Linked DNA regions of Zea mays: region 2 is linked to region 1. The links are chromatin contacts, called in public Hi-C maps. All regions are on one chromosome and are shown on one strand. Each heading gives the region's core, a stretch centred on a gene start, on an enhancer-like site or on the middle of the called end of the contact. The rest is flanking DNA. Distances are from core to core; before and after follow the strand shown. Region 1 has its middle 15 kb from the start of LOC118476980. Region 2 holds the start of LOC100501255.

Region 1 (5,925 bases), core at 1,147-3,646:
GAGCACTTGGGAATGTCTACTATATGTCTTGATATGTTGCTTGGGCTCCCACACATTGGAATGGTCGGTTGGGGTGTATTTATAGCCCCTAACACAAAACTAGCGTTGGAGAAAAGTTGCTGCTTTCTGCGGCACACCGGATAGTCCGGTGGGGTCACCGGACGGTCCGGTGCCCCTCTCCAGTGCTCCTAGCCATTGGACTGACATCGTAGGTGACTGTTGGCGCACAGGCTTTTTACACCGGACAGTCCGGGCTTCACACTGGACAGTCCGGTGGTCTTTTCTCCACAGTGCCACCTGGAACTAGTCGTTGGGTTACAGTTCCCTAGTGCACCGAACAGTTCGACGTGTGGTACTGGACAGTCCGGTGCCCTCGCATGGACAGTCCGCCTAGCCACACTTGCTTCGTTTCTTGGACTTCACTTGATCTTCATAATGTCTTCTTTTGAGGTGTTGCTTTCCTCAATGCCTTGGTCTAAGTAACTTTAGCATCCTGTGAACTACAAACATAAACACTAGCAAACACATTAGTCCACAGATTATGTTGATCATCAAACACCAAAACCTATTTAGCCAAATGGCCCAGGGTCCATTTTCCTTACACATGTCATAGTGATTAGCAGGAATATTATTAGGTAAAGAAGAGTGATCAAGGGCACAACTTGCCTTAGACTTGAGATTACAGGTACTTCATTAAGTTGGTCTTCAGGTTTCTCGTGACCTCGCTGCTATGCGTAGCAATACATACAATCAAGGAAATAATGGGTATGGTAACATTACACCAAAGCATAAGAACAAACAACGTAGGATCATTCTATGCGTCACTACGAGATTGTAGGTTCGAGAATGACTAAAATCGGAGTTAGGGTTAACAAGATATGGTTTTGTGAAGTTCTTAGGTGATTACACAATAGAACTATATTCTATGTTGATTAATATAGATCATGTGAGAAAGACAACCCAAGGAAATAACTAATTTTTACCTTAATCTAAGTTATAACTTGATTAGAGGTTACATTTTAGTCAAATTATAGATTAACTTGGATTAGAAGGATTAATCCACTAAGCATAGGTTAAATGAATATCTATTTTTGAAAACATGTTATCTGATAAAATAATGTTACGAAAGTGTAGGCATTATTATTACGAAGTCAACACAATTTGAACAGATTAAATCGGAGTTACAGTGCAAAAGTTATGGGCTAAATAAGTTTTACGAGTTATTTGATATTAGTTTTACACCTAAAATTGCTTCTAGGGGTGTTTCTGCAAATTGCAGAGATCTGAGTGCAAGGGTTTCCCCACGGCCGAGGATGGCAGTTTCTATTACAAAGAAGCTCGGGGTTACATCTGCAAAGTTCAAGGCCTAAATGTATTACTCTTTACATAATGGTGGACTGCGGGTTGATTAGAGAATACTATAGGGGCTCTTTACTAAAAGTACCACAACTGCATGACGCGCGTTCACAGAGGCCATCCGATCAAGGATCTACGGTCGAGAGTAAAAGCGAAGGGGTACGCGATTGCGGCTCTTGGATCTGCGATCTATGCCCCACCACCCTCCATGCCTTGATCTAAAACTATCACTCCGATCCAAATTCGACGACACGGATTTAAAACATCGAAGCGATACCTCTACTTCTAATCTAAGTCGTTTATTACATGATCAACGATTCACTGATATCCCCATTATCCCTCTCGCCCACGGCTACCTCCACGGTGGCCAGCAAAGGCGGCGTCGAGCTCCCCACGGTGGAAAGCTCGCCGGCGCACGGCCAACCAGCGACCCCGCACCCTAAACTCACGAACAACAAATGCTACACGACGCAGAGAGCCAATCGAACAAAGACTGTGATGTCTTATCGGTGGGAGAAGATGTCAGCAGGTCCGACCATGGTGTACGGTGGGCTAAAGACGGAGCTCGGTTGATGGCAGGGGCACGGGTTCCCAACAACGACCCAATATCTCAAGCTCGCTCTCCTTCAGTTCAACGTTGGTGCGGCTCCCACGAGCTTTCCTGAACTCCTGGACCGCATGTCGGGAACGGAACGACGGCGAGGTCGAGCTCCGCTGCGACCGGTCCCCCATCTCTCTCATCACAACCAATGGTTCGGCCACGGCTTGGCTTACTTGATGGATAAGAGGGTAGCAGCACCACCATTTTTATACCCCATGGCATCTGAAGTCCGTGCAGAGCAAGAAACGGACGACGAGGTTTCAGGCAGATTATGCTCCTGACTGTTACGACACGGGTTCTCAACAACCAGAGGATGAGGATAACTCTGACGGGCTAACCCCACCAGGCGGTGATCCTAGGAGCCCAGGCACGGTGAGTCTCATAGGCATGCATGCCATATGACGTCAGCGGCTCAATGCAACGCACGTGAAACAGGGTGAGCGGCTGCTCAGCGGGCCCCACATGTCGGTACCAGGGTTCAGCTGCTGGGCCGCGTGGTAGGGGTTGGTAGACTAGGCCGAGAGGAGGTTTGGGCCCGAGAACTGTAGAGGTTCTTCTTCCCCCTTTTTTAAAATTTCTATTTCCTATTTTAAATTGGATTCAAATTTAGATCTGAGTTTGGATTTTTTTCTATTTCAAACAAAATGTACAATCAGAATGATGCACCAATATATTTTGTATTATTTATTCCATTAGACAAATGCTCTTAAATATATAGAATTCAATCATATAAAGTATTTCACCACCTATTTAATTAAGAAAATAGTTTAAATGCATAGCTAAAATTTGTTATTTACCATTTATTCAGATTTAGGAAACTATCTCTAATTCATAAATTTATTAAAAGACAATTTAAATTTTAAATCTCTAAAGAATTTCCTTAAATCTCAAAATTATGATTTTGGGTGCTAAATGGAGATAGTAAAATATATTAGAAAGTACATATTAGAGGGAATGGTTGGAGAAACCGAGAAAGCCCTATATAGTATAAAAACCGATGACCAAAACCAATAGCAGTGTATCATATAAATAAAAGGAATACATGCTTCCTATGCACATTTTATCGAAAAAATAATTATCATCCTGTTACGTTGGTAACAAATGATGCATGCATGTCGGCTTGGGGATAACGGGACGACAATTGTAAATTTTGTCGTGCCTAGGCTACGAGCACCACATTTTCTATGCTGACTTGTTTAGAAACTCCTCAGTTTTTTTAAAAAACTAACAGGCCCTAAACGATGGTCATCCATCTCATCAGTCAACCAGTTATATCTGATTACAACGTGCTTACTTCTTCCCTAGGCGCGGGTAAGGTTGGACAAAAAACCCATATCCTAAACCCGTATTACCCGAATCTAAACTCATATCATCCGAAACCTGCTTTTTATATAGAAATTTCGAGTGTTAATTTTAAAAACCTGAATTTATTTTGGATAATTTGTGTACCACCCTCGGGTATCCCAAATACTCGAACCTTAAGGGCCCAATCTGGCAGCAGTACCGCACAGCCCATGACTCCCAGCCTAACTTATGGCCCAAAGGTTGAAAGGTAGTAGCAAGCAGGCAACAGCAACCTAGCCCAGTGTCGCTGTCTCGCCTAGGAAACAGCAACCCCATCCCCATTCCACAGGCCCACCGCCGGCCCTCGCCCTGTCCCTGTTGGCGTGCTTCGTTCTCCGCTAGGTTAGTTTTAAAAGCATGCAACTGTTGAGAACTACGTTACCACGGATCACCAGATCCGCACCCTTCCCTCCCGTCAGCAGATTAGGCGTGAGAAGTCGTGGAAGACCTGTATCCATTCCCAGAAGCACGACAGTGAAACACACGAGACACAAGATGTAGGGTTGGGCCTCTGGCCTCTTTCTCTTCTCTATCATATGATGGGGTATACAGGTTCCTTATATAGAGATGTGAGACCACTCAGAGGCAAAGCCGGTATTTGCCCACATAACCCTAACTAGGGTTACTTAACACTCTCCCTTAGGCGAATACCACGACCAACACATACCTCGTTAAAACTCCGAAAAACCCCAGCGGGAAAAATATGGAGAAAGAGTGCATGGTGATACAAATTGCATTTGCACTTTGTTGCCTCGTTAAAAATCTCATGTGAGAAACTTCAAGAAAACTCACCAAGGGAAAAGAGTACAACAACTGTCATCGGGATAGATTTCGATCCTCTAGGATCTAGATTCTATTGAATCTTCTACAATGGCTAACTTTAGAAATGTGCTCCCCTTGATCCTTGCAAAACCGTATCAATAAGGCAAAACATCTTCTGAAAGTATATGCACATAAAGATTTAGCAAATGGATTGTATATCCTTGCAAGGACTATTTCAGGAACTTTACCTCTACTCACTTCTAGGATATACGAGGTAAATGCACGTATCAATATAAATAAGCCACTTTGACTGATGGTGTTCGATCGACTGGATCTATATATTTGATAGAAAGTTCCATAAAGGTTCACATATTGATCATCAAGCTCACGCCTTCAGGGCATAGAATAGGACATTTATTGTCTCATGATTGTGATCAATATAAGCATTCGCTCCCCCTGACGATGACATCTGTCAAAGTCGTTATCCCTCATAACTCAAGCATATTCTTCAAGATATATGTCTCATTGTTCATCTAGAATAACGAGAATGGATGAGGTTGGGGTGCTATCATTTTCTATCTTACACCACAATTTATACATAGTTGTGCAAAGCAAGTAACATGTCCTTCAATAAGACTTAGGGATAATATAGTTGCAATAGTACATATTCTAAATATGACACGTCGCTCCAGGCGTTCATCCATTGCAACATCTATGATGGTGAAACAAAAGTCCATCAAAGATCGTAATCCATCAGGGATTTTTCATCGATCAGATATATCGTTATAGTCTGTCATTCTGGCACAATGGGGATATTTTGCCAGTAACACCTAAACCTTATAGGTTTATGCCATCATGGCTTTAGAGGATACCGTAATTCCACATCTAGTGGAAAATACCATGAGTAAAGATCATGGAATGCACATGTGCTTATTCGGTGAACTTCAAGTCCTTTGGTACCTCATCTTATTCCTTTTTGGGTCTGTATGGGTCTTTATCCCTTTATAGGGATTATCAAACTTTGGTGTTTAACACATACTTTGTTTCTTCTGGAAAGGTTCCATCAAGGAACTATAATCTCATCTAGGAGATATTCTCTCTATATATGAGAGTGCTCATTCGTTAGGAATGTATTATTCGGTATGAGATTTATATGTTGCATATTTATAATTCAAAGATATGAGTCCTCCTAGGATCTCATGACGGATCTTCAGAATCCTATTAACTGCATATTATAATTCATGCCATTTGCCAGATATATTACATAGCAAAACTGTGTTTATTCAACACATATGTGGGATGGGTCTCTCACTAAACCACTTGAACCATCGCATTCACCACACATTATTTCAATAGTGCCCATAAATGTTCGAACTTCAAGCTCGCGACTTTCATTTTGCGATTCTTGGTTCAGCCTTGATTGCATTTATCAATGACCCGATAAGAGAGCTTAAAGCACTCATGCCTAGGACTTTGTTTTGGATCCATTTGCAATCTAGAGAGGCAATATAGGTGTCGACATATTTGTCTCCCACATTTAATAATGATCTCCGTTATTTCCCAAAACGAAAGATTCATTGTTCCATATTCCCAGCACAATGATATTGCGTGTATTGCTAGGAATTTCATCATCAAGATGAACCTCTCAGTGAGGCAAATCACCAGCAGGGTGAATTAATCGGAGCAGAGTTATTATAGACCACGTGAATCTGCAATCAGAACATATACTTTGACTAAGGCCAATGGATCATGTTCGCAGGCGTCCCCAAGAATAGATCAAATGCCAATAAGTCAAATGTGGATATGATATTAATCCCAGGTATATCCACATCTACATCAGGTAGAAGCATTCAAACCAATAT
Region 2 (5,925 bases), core at 1,729-4,228, 680 kb before region 1:
CGGCGGCGCTGGGTTTACTTCGAAGGTGAAAGCATTGGCTTTCACTTTCAGGACAACTTGTGTCTAGGTTAATATAGCGTCTGTTGACCGAAGCTATAACTAGCGAAAGTTGACGGCTTTCGATCAGGGCGCGAGTTCATTCCAGACTCCGTCCGTTGACCGAGTCCGAAATTCATATCTAACGCAACGAACTATGCATTGCGAGGGCGGCAGGTGAGGTTCTGAGAAGTGAGAACATCCCTGAGCCTGAGGACCGAAGCGATCGCAGGGAGTCCAGAAGATGTCTGGGATGGCCTTGTTTGTTTGAAGAAGCGCGGCACGCATGTTACTCTTGACTTGGGGGCGCATTGTATATATAGTACACTGTACACGCTCCTACGGGTTGTAGGTCTAAGGTCAGATCATACTGCTTGTCATGTGAAGGTTTACAGGTGACTGGCGGCAATATATCTTTTATCCAAGCCCGCACCGCATGGTCGGTGTGGCGAGAAGAGACCGCACGACTTGTGCAGACGATGCTCTTGCTCTTGCTGCTTGCATGTGCAAGAGGAATTCAGTTGAGCAACGCCTCCCAATGATTCTCCAACAGACGGTCCACCAGCTTACTAACTCTCAAGGAACCATTCAGCGTAGAGCGGCTGTTATACATATCCTTTTTTTTTCGTTTTCAAAATCATGCAGAGATGCATATGCACACGCGCCTCTTCCTACGACGAAGCTGCCCCCAATGGCAACCAGAGCTGACTGGAATAATTGGCCTTGGCAATGTAGCACATAACGCACCGTAGTGGTGACTGGTGAGACAACAGGAAGGAACACACAATCAGAGAGAGAGAGAGAGAGAGAGAGGTTCGAGAAGAAGGCGGAAGGAAAACATACTGACGGTATAAGTAACACGGTGTCAGTCAGTCAGATCACTGGAGCAAGGTGAATCGGAAGCCATCGGGCGGCTTCTCATCTTCAAACCATACTTTGTGTTTCGCTCGGATATGAGCGGCTGAAGGAGTACAGCGCGCCCGCCTGGAGATAAGTTTACAATTCCTCGTCTCCTGGCCTCACGATCACCAAACATGCTTTGCGACAGTACATTGAAGAAGAAGGAAAAAAAAGGGAGTGTTAACTCGCTTCGGCGAAGCCCAGGTCACGCTATCAGCTCGTCCGGCAACTCTACGAACCGCGCCTTTTTCTGAAACACGGAAACGAAGCCTCAATTAGCAACGAGGGGTGGGGCGGGGGGGGGGGGGGGGGGGGGGGGGAGAAATAGTCAGCTATGCACAGGGGCATAGCCGCACAATCATTTGCAGGCAGGCGTAACCAACCACCATCAGCTCTTTTTCAACCGCAAGATATCCAACTATTGTAGTAGCGCGAACATGACAAAGCAGCTTCGTTTTCGTTGTGCAATTGTACCTCACTGTTTGAAACGGCCGTTTATTTAGCTTGTTTGAACTTTAAACAGCCGTTTCGCCTGTTTAAGTGGCCGTTTAACGTTTAGATAGAATAGAATAGCACTGATTGTGTCCTACTTTTGTCAAAACTTCTCCAGCTGCCACTGGAGAATGCTATCGCGTTCCTGCACCCAGCGCACTCGTGTTCGTTGTTCCCCGCAATCAGCGGAGAGCAGCAGTTTCGCGTCCACTTATTTTTTTCTTTCTTTCTTTCTTTCTTTCTTTTTACACAAGCTAGCTGCCTTTAGTGCCCCCACTGTGAGACAGGCTACGTGTTCTCTGCAACTACAATGAAACTGCATCTGAAATGCAATGCTGCCATGTTAACCCTCGCTCGTGCCTAGCGCGAGCATGCATTCGCACTAGCTGGATCGGAAGAACCGGTGCCGGGCGCGGCCGATGATCTAACAAAACGAGTGATCATGAGAAGCAAGGCGATCTAGAAACAAATGGGCGTTCTACAGTTTCAGTTTTCACAAGGGGTGGAGAGGTCGAACGGATCCCAACCCACGTTTCTCTGCCGCAGCGTGCAGATCTTACGGTGTTCATTGGTGTGGGAATGGGAACAAACAATAATGCAATGCACGTGGGGGGATGGGGGGTTAAATGTAGATACGGACGAAATTACCTCGTTGGTGCGTGGCAGCGTGGGCCACCGCTGCGGCGGCGTCTTGGCCGGCGCCGGCGCCGGCGACGGCAGCATGAACCGGGCGCCCCACTCCGGTGTCTTGGCGAACCTAGGGCTGCGCAGGATCCCGGGCCGCGGGCGGTCCGGGGTGGCCCGGGCGCTGGCGTGCGCGTCGCCCGCCACGGCCGCGCCGCAGAGCTCCATGATCTTGGCGGCGGCCTCGGCGGGGTCCTTGCTCTCGCCCATGAGCTTCTCCACCTGCGCCCGGGGGAGGCGCATCTTGAGGCGCACGGGCGTGGCGCCGCCGCCGCCGGGGAGCGGGGAGGCGGGGGCCGACGCGGAGGCGTGGGCGGGGGCGGGGAGCGAGGAGAGGTCGGAGGTGGAGCGGCGCGCGAGCTTGAGCGACTCGAGCCGCTCGCGGGCGCCGACGTTGAGGTTGCCCGACCAGGCGCGGCGCATGGGCCCCCCCGCGGGCGCGCGGCGCGGGAGCGCGACGAGGAAGTAGAGCCGGCCGCGGCGGAGCGGCGCGTCGGGGGCCAGCGGGCGCGCGCGGGCGCCCAGGAGCTTGACCTCCTCCGACTCGAGCAGCTGGAAGCCCGGGTGGTCCCGCAGCACGTCGGCCGCCGCCGCCGCCGGGGGCTTCACGCGGAAGGAGGTGCCGTCCAGCTGCATCACCTTGGCGCTCTTGCGCTTGCCCCCGATGCTGTTCCCCATTGCGGGTGGCGGACGAGGTGGTGGTGCGGTGGCGTCGCTGCCGCTGTCCCTGCTGCGACTTGCGAGGGGGCGAGAAGGTGTGGTCTGTGTGTGTGCGGGTCTGCGGGGCGCGGCGGCGAGGGTCCCAATTTTAAAAGGGGGCGGAGTCAGAGGAGAGGAGAGGAGAGGGAGGCTCGAGGAGGTGAAAGTGCCCAAGGTAGTGGGTGTTCCTCTTTCTTTGTGTGTGTTTTTCACCTTTCTTCTTTTTTTTTTCCCCTTGTCGTCGAGACAGACGTTGTTAAGGGTGCGTGATTTGAGGGTGGTAAAGCTCCCCATACAAGTGAACAGGTATCTGAGTGTCGCCGATTAGCAGGACATGCCCCACCGGTTGGACCTATGGGGCTTGCTTTCTTTGTCTCGTAACACCGACGGGGTGGCGCAGCCAAAGTTGGTCACGGTCTCACTTATCCTCTAGTACGATCTTACCGCTTTAAGATCCGATTGACCAGATTTATTTTACGATTCCAGTAACTATATTATGATTCTGTAATTTTTTCGTCCAAACATCTAATATATCATGTTTTTTTATAATAATGGCACAGAGAGTTTTAACAAGTTTTAATCCTTTTTTGTCCATGGACTATACTTCGGAACTATGTTGTGTAATAAAGCGGTCGGAACTATGTTGTTTTATAACTGAATACATGCATCTGAAAACGGTGACTGCGCAGGAACCAGCAAAATAAGTAGATCACAATGAGGTGATAGATAGGCTATAGATTTATATATGGCCAAAATCTGGAGGCGTTAATAGCCTTTACTCTTAAATAAACTAAAATCCAACCATCATTTTATTTTATTTCGCATGCATTTTGTTCCTTCCTGTCTTTTTTTTATCTGGAGTGGAATCGAATCATCCTCTCTTTGAATTTCGAGCCTAAACAGAGAGAGGGTCACCATTCCCCTTCAAAACGTAGAAACCTTTTTTTTTGTTGCGTTATTTTCTACGTTTTTTCTGTAAAAAATAAGCTGATCCATCCTTGTACCGCAAGGTGCCAACAAACTGATAGTTTCATCCACGGCCACACAAAAAGTTGTATCCAGCAGTCAGCAGATGGATTATGTATATAGCCATAGAAAGCACTGTTTTTGTACAGTAGACATTATTGCTTATTGAGAGAGTGAAGTTTAAAATGGTAATTATTGTTTATAGATTGAAGTTTAAAATGGAAATTATTGTTTATAGAGTAAAGTGTAAAATGGAAAAATGGAATGAAAGACGGGAGACAGCCTAACATGGACCACTAGACAAGATGTGCGTTGGTGTGAACATTCAGTTATCTATGTATTGGGTCGCTGGACGCCGTTTACACACGCCGTTCATGTTTTGTATGCACTGTTTGTGTACTTTAATATCGATCATAATCCACATATATTGAAATAGATTGAGATATAAATTAGTTTAAGCTACACTCAATACTAGACCGGAACGGGTGTGGTGTAAACACGGTCAAATTCCATAGATCTCCTAGTCCTCTCGGCACGCGTGACAAGACGTACCTCAGGTCAATGGTTCCTGGTAGGTAGTAAACGGATGGGGCTTCGCTTCCCTTTGCTTTGCATGGGAAAGCAGACCGCATCCATCTCCTGTGCTGGTGCTGCTCACGAAAGGGTAAGCGTGGCGGCCTAAAGCTAGCGCACGATCTTGACAACTCCGGGTATCGTATCAAACGGTTCGCTCTTTTTGTCCGTTTGCTCGGAACCCCTACCCTACTCATTCGTGTGCCTATCCAGTTTGCTCGGCACCATGATGGCCTTGGCCTGCGTGTGTGAAAGGGCCCCTTTTTTATTTTCTTATTTTTTCGTGTGACTCTAAATTATTGCGAGGATTATGTTGATAATGCCCAGATAATCAGGTGTGATCGTCCTTTTCTCCTGCTCATTGTTTGGTACAGCGCTACGGTACGAAACTATAATACACTCTTCCAGCTCCTAATCTTTTCCATGGACATACATACACCACAAGAGTACAAGACTAAAGAAGAGCATCTGGAGCGTAGCGACAACTGATGAGACGAAGTTTCACGAGTGGTGCGCACACGTGTTTTTGGTCTCTTCTCCTCGAGTCTGAGGACTGAAGACATCGTCGCATGAAAGCGAGTCGCTAACTCACACCAGCAGTACAGAACGTACCTATCACCTTTGCATCAGAGTGCTGGACCATTTGACTCCCGTGATATGGTCCACGAGTGATGCAAGCAAGATGCTCTTAGCGCAGGTAGTACCATGGCAATCGGTTTAGTTGCCACGGATCCAATTCATCGGCATCCTTCTCTGTGAACCAGTCTGAGCTTTTGCCAAGATATCGGATACTAAACTAAACGCAGGTAGGAGTAATGGAGCATAGAATCATCATTACCGCGCTGCTTTTCTTACCAGGTCGCCTTGCTAATCATGTCCAGTCCAGGGGAGAGCATTTTGGCACCAACAAGTTAATGCTGAAGGTAGCCCCAGGAATTAAGTGCTGATGGTACCAGGTTGATGTCAGGTTGATGTCTTGAAGACAAAGGAGTCATAATAATAATATAAGTAGAAAATTTCGATGGCGACCGAGGTAATTCCCACACCGCGAGCTTTTGAAAAAGCTCGAATCAAACTACACGCAGACATGAGCTGACAGAACGAACAAGCGTTTGGTCTTGCTCCTCTGACTGAAACGAACTTATCACCAACCCCACCGAAATCACACTCGACGACAGATGATGATGATGATGCTACACTACTCGCATTTGTACGCATACACCGTGGCGTGGAAAAGTCGAAAACGCACGCGCGCGCACAGAGTGGTGTGGCTGTGGATGGACAGTGGTGGGTGGGACTACTAGAGCACCTGCAGCTTGCTGAGGTGCTCCAGGAGCGAGGTTGCCTTGCGCTTGGCTCGGTCCGTGCCGGTCTTCGCCAGCTCGGCGAGCGGGATCTGGGCGCCCAGCCTCCCTACGCAGGCGAGGTTCTCGGCGTCTCTCTTGCACAGCGCGAGTATGATGGCGGCAGCGTTCTCCCTGTTGCGGGCCTGGCCTGACCGCAGCAAGTCGATCAGGAAAGGTATGGCGTGGGCCTTGGATATGGCGGTCTTGCACTCGTGGTGGCTCGCGAGGA

The links. Hi-C and Micro-C count contacts between places; a contact is called where the count stands out from the background.
Region 2: a Hi-C map of leaf mesophyll shows a contact between it and region 1, with 5 times the contacts expected there. The contact joins the promoter of LOC100501255 here to the enhancer-like site in region 1. A contact is called at or near these places in 2 of 25 Hi-C or Micro-C datasets (leaf mesophyll and tassel).

The regions. Positions count from the first base shown.
Region 1 is chr4:171,274,807-171,280,731 of Zm-B73-REFERENCE-NAM-5.0, reverse strand. No RefSeq gene overlaps it. Among protein-coding and RNA genes, the nearest start is that of LOC118476980, 15 kb to the right of the region's middle. Within about 2 kb of position 2,396, at least 17 of the 20 cell types and tissues checked have an H3K27ac peak or open chromatin away from gene starts, as enhancers often do. A contact at or near this core is called in leaf mesophyll and tassel, where this site is marked.
Region 2 is chr4:171,955,645-171,961,569 of Zm-B73-REFERENCE-NAM-5.0, reverse strand. It overlaps LOC100501255, which reads right to left and starts at 2,978. Exons shown (of 2, transcript NM_001196024.1): 1 at 2,077-2,978; 2 at 931-1,186. The coding sequence starts at 2,790. The coding sequence ends at 1,142. LOC100193248 reads right to left here. Exons shown (of 4, transcript NM_001138397.2): 4 at 5,352-5,925. The coding sequence ends at 5,651.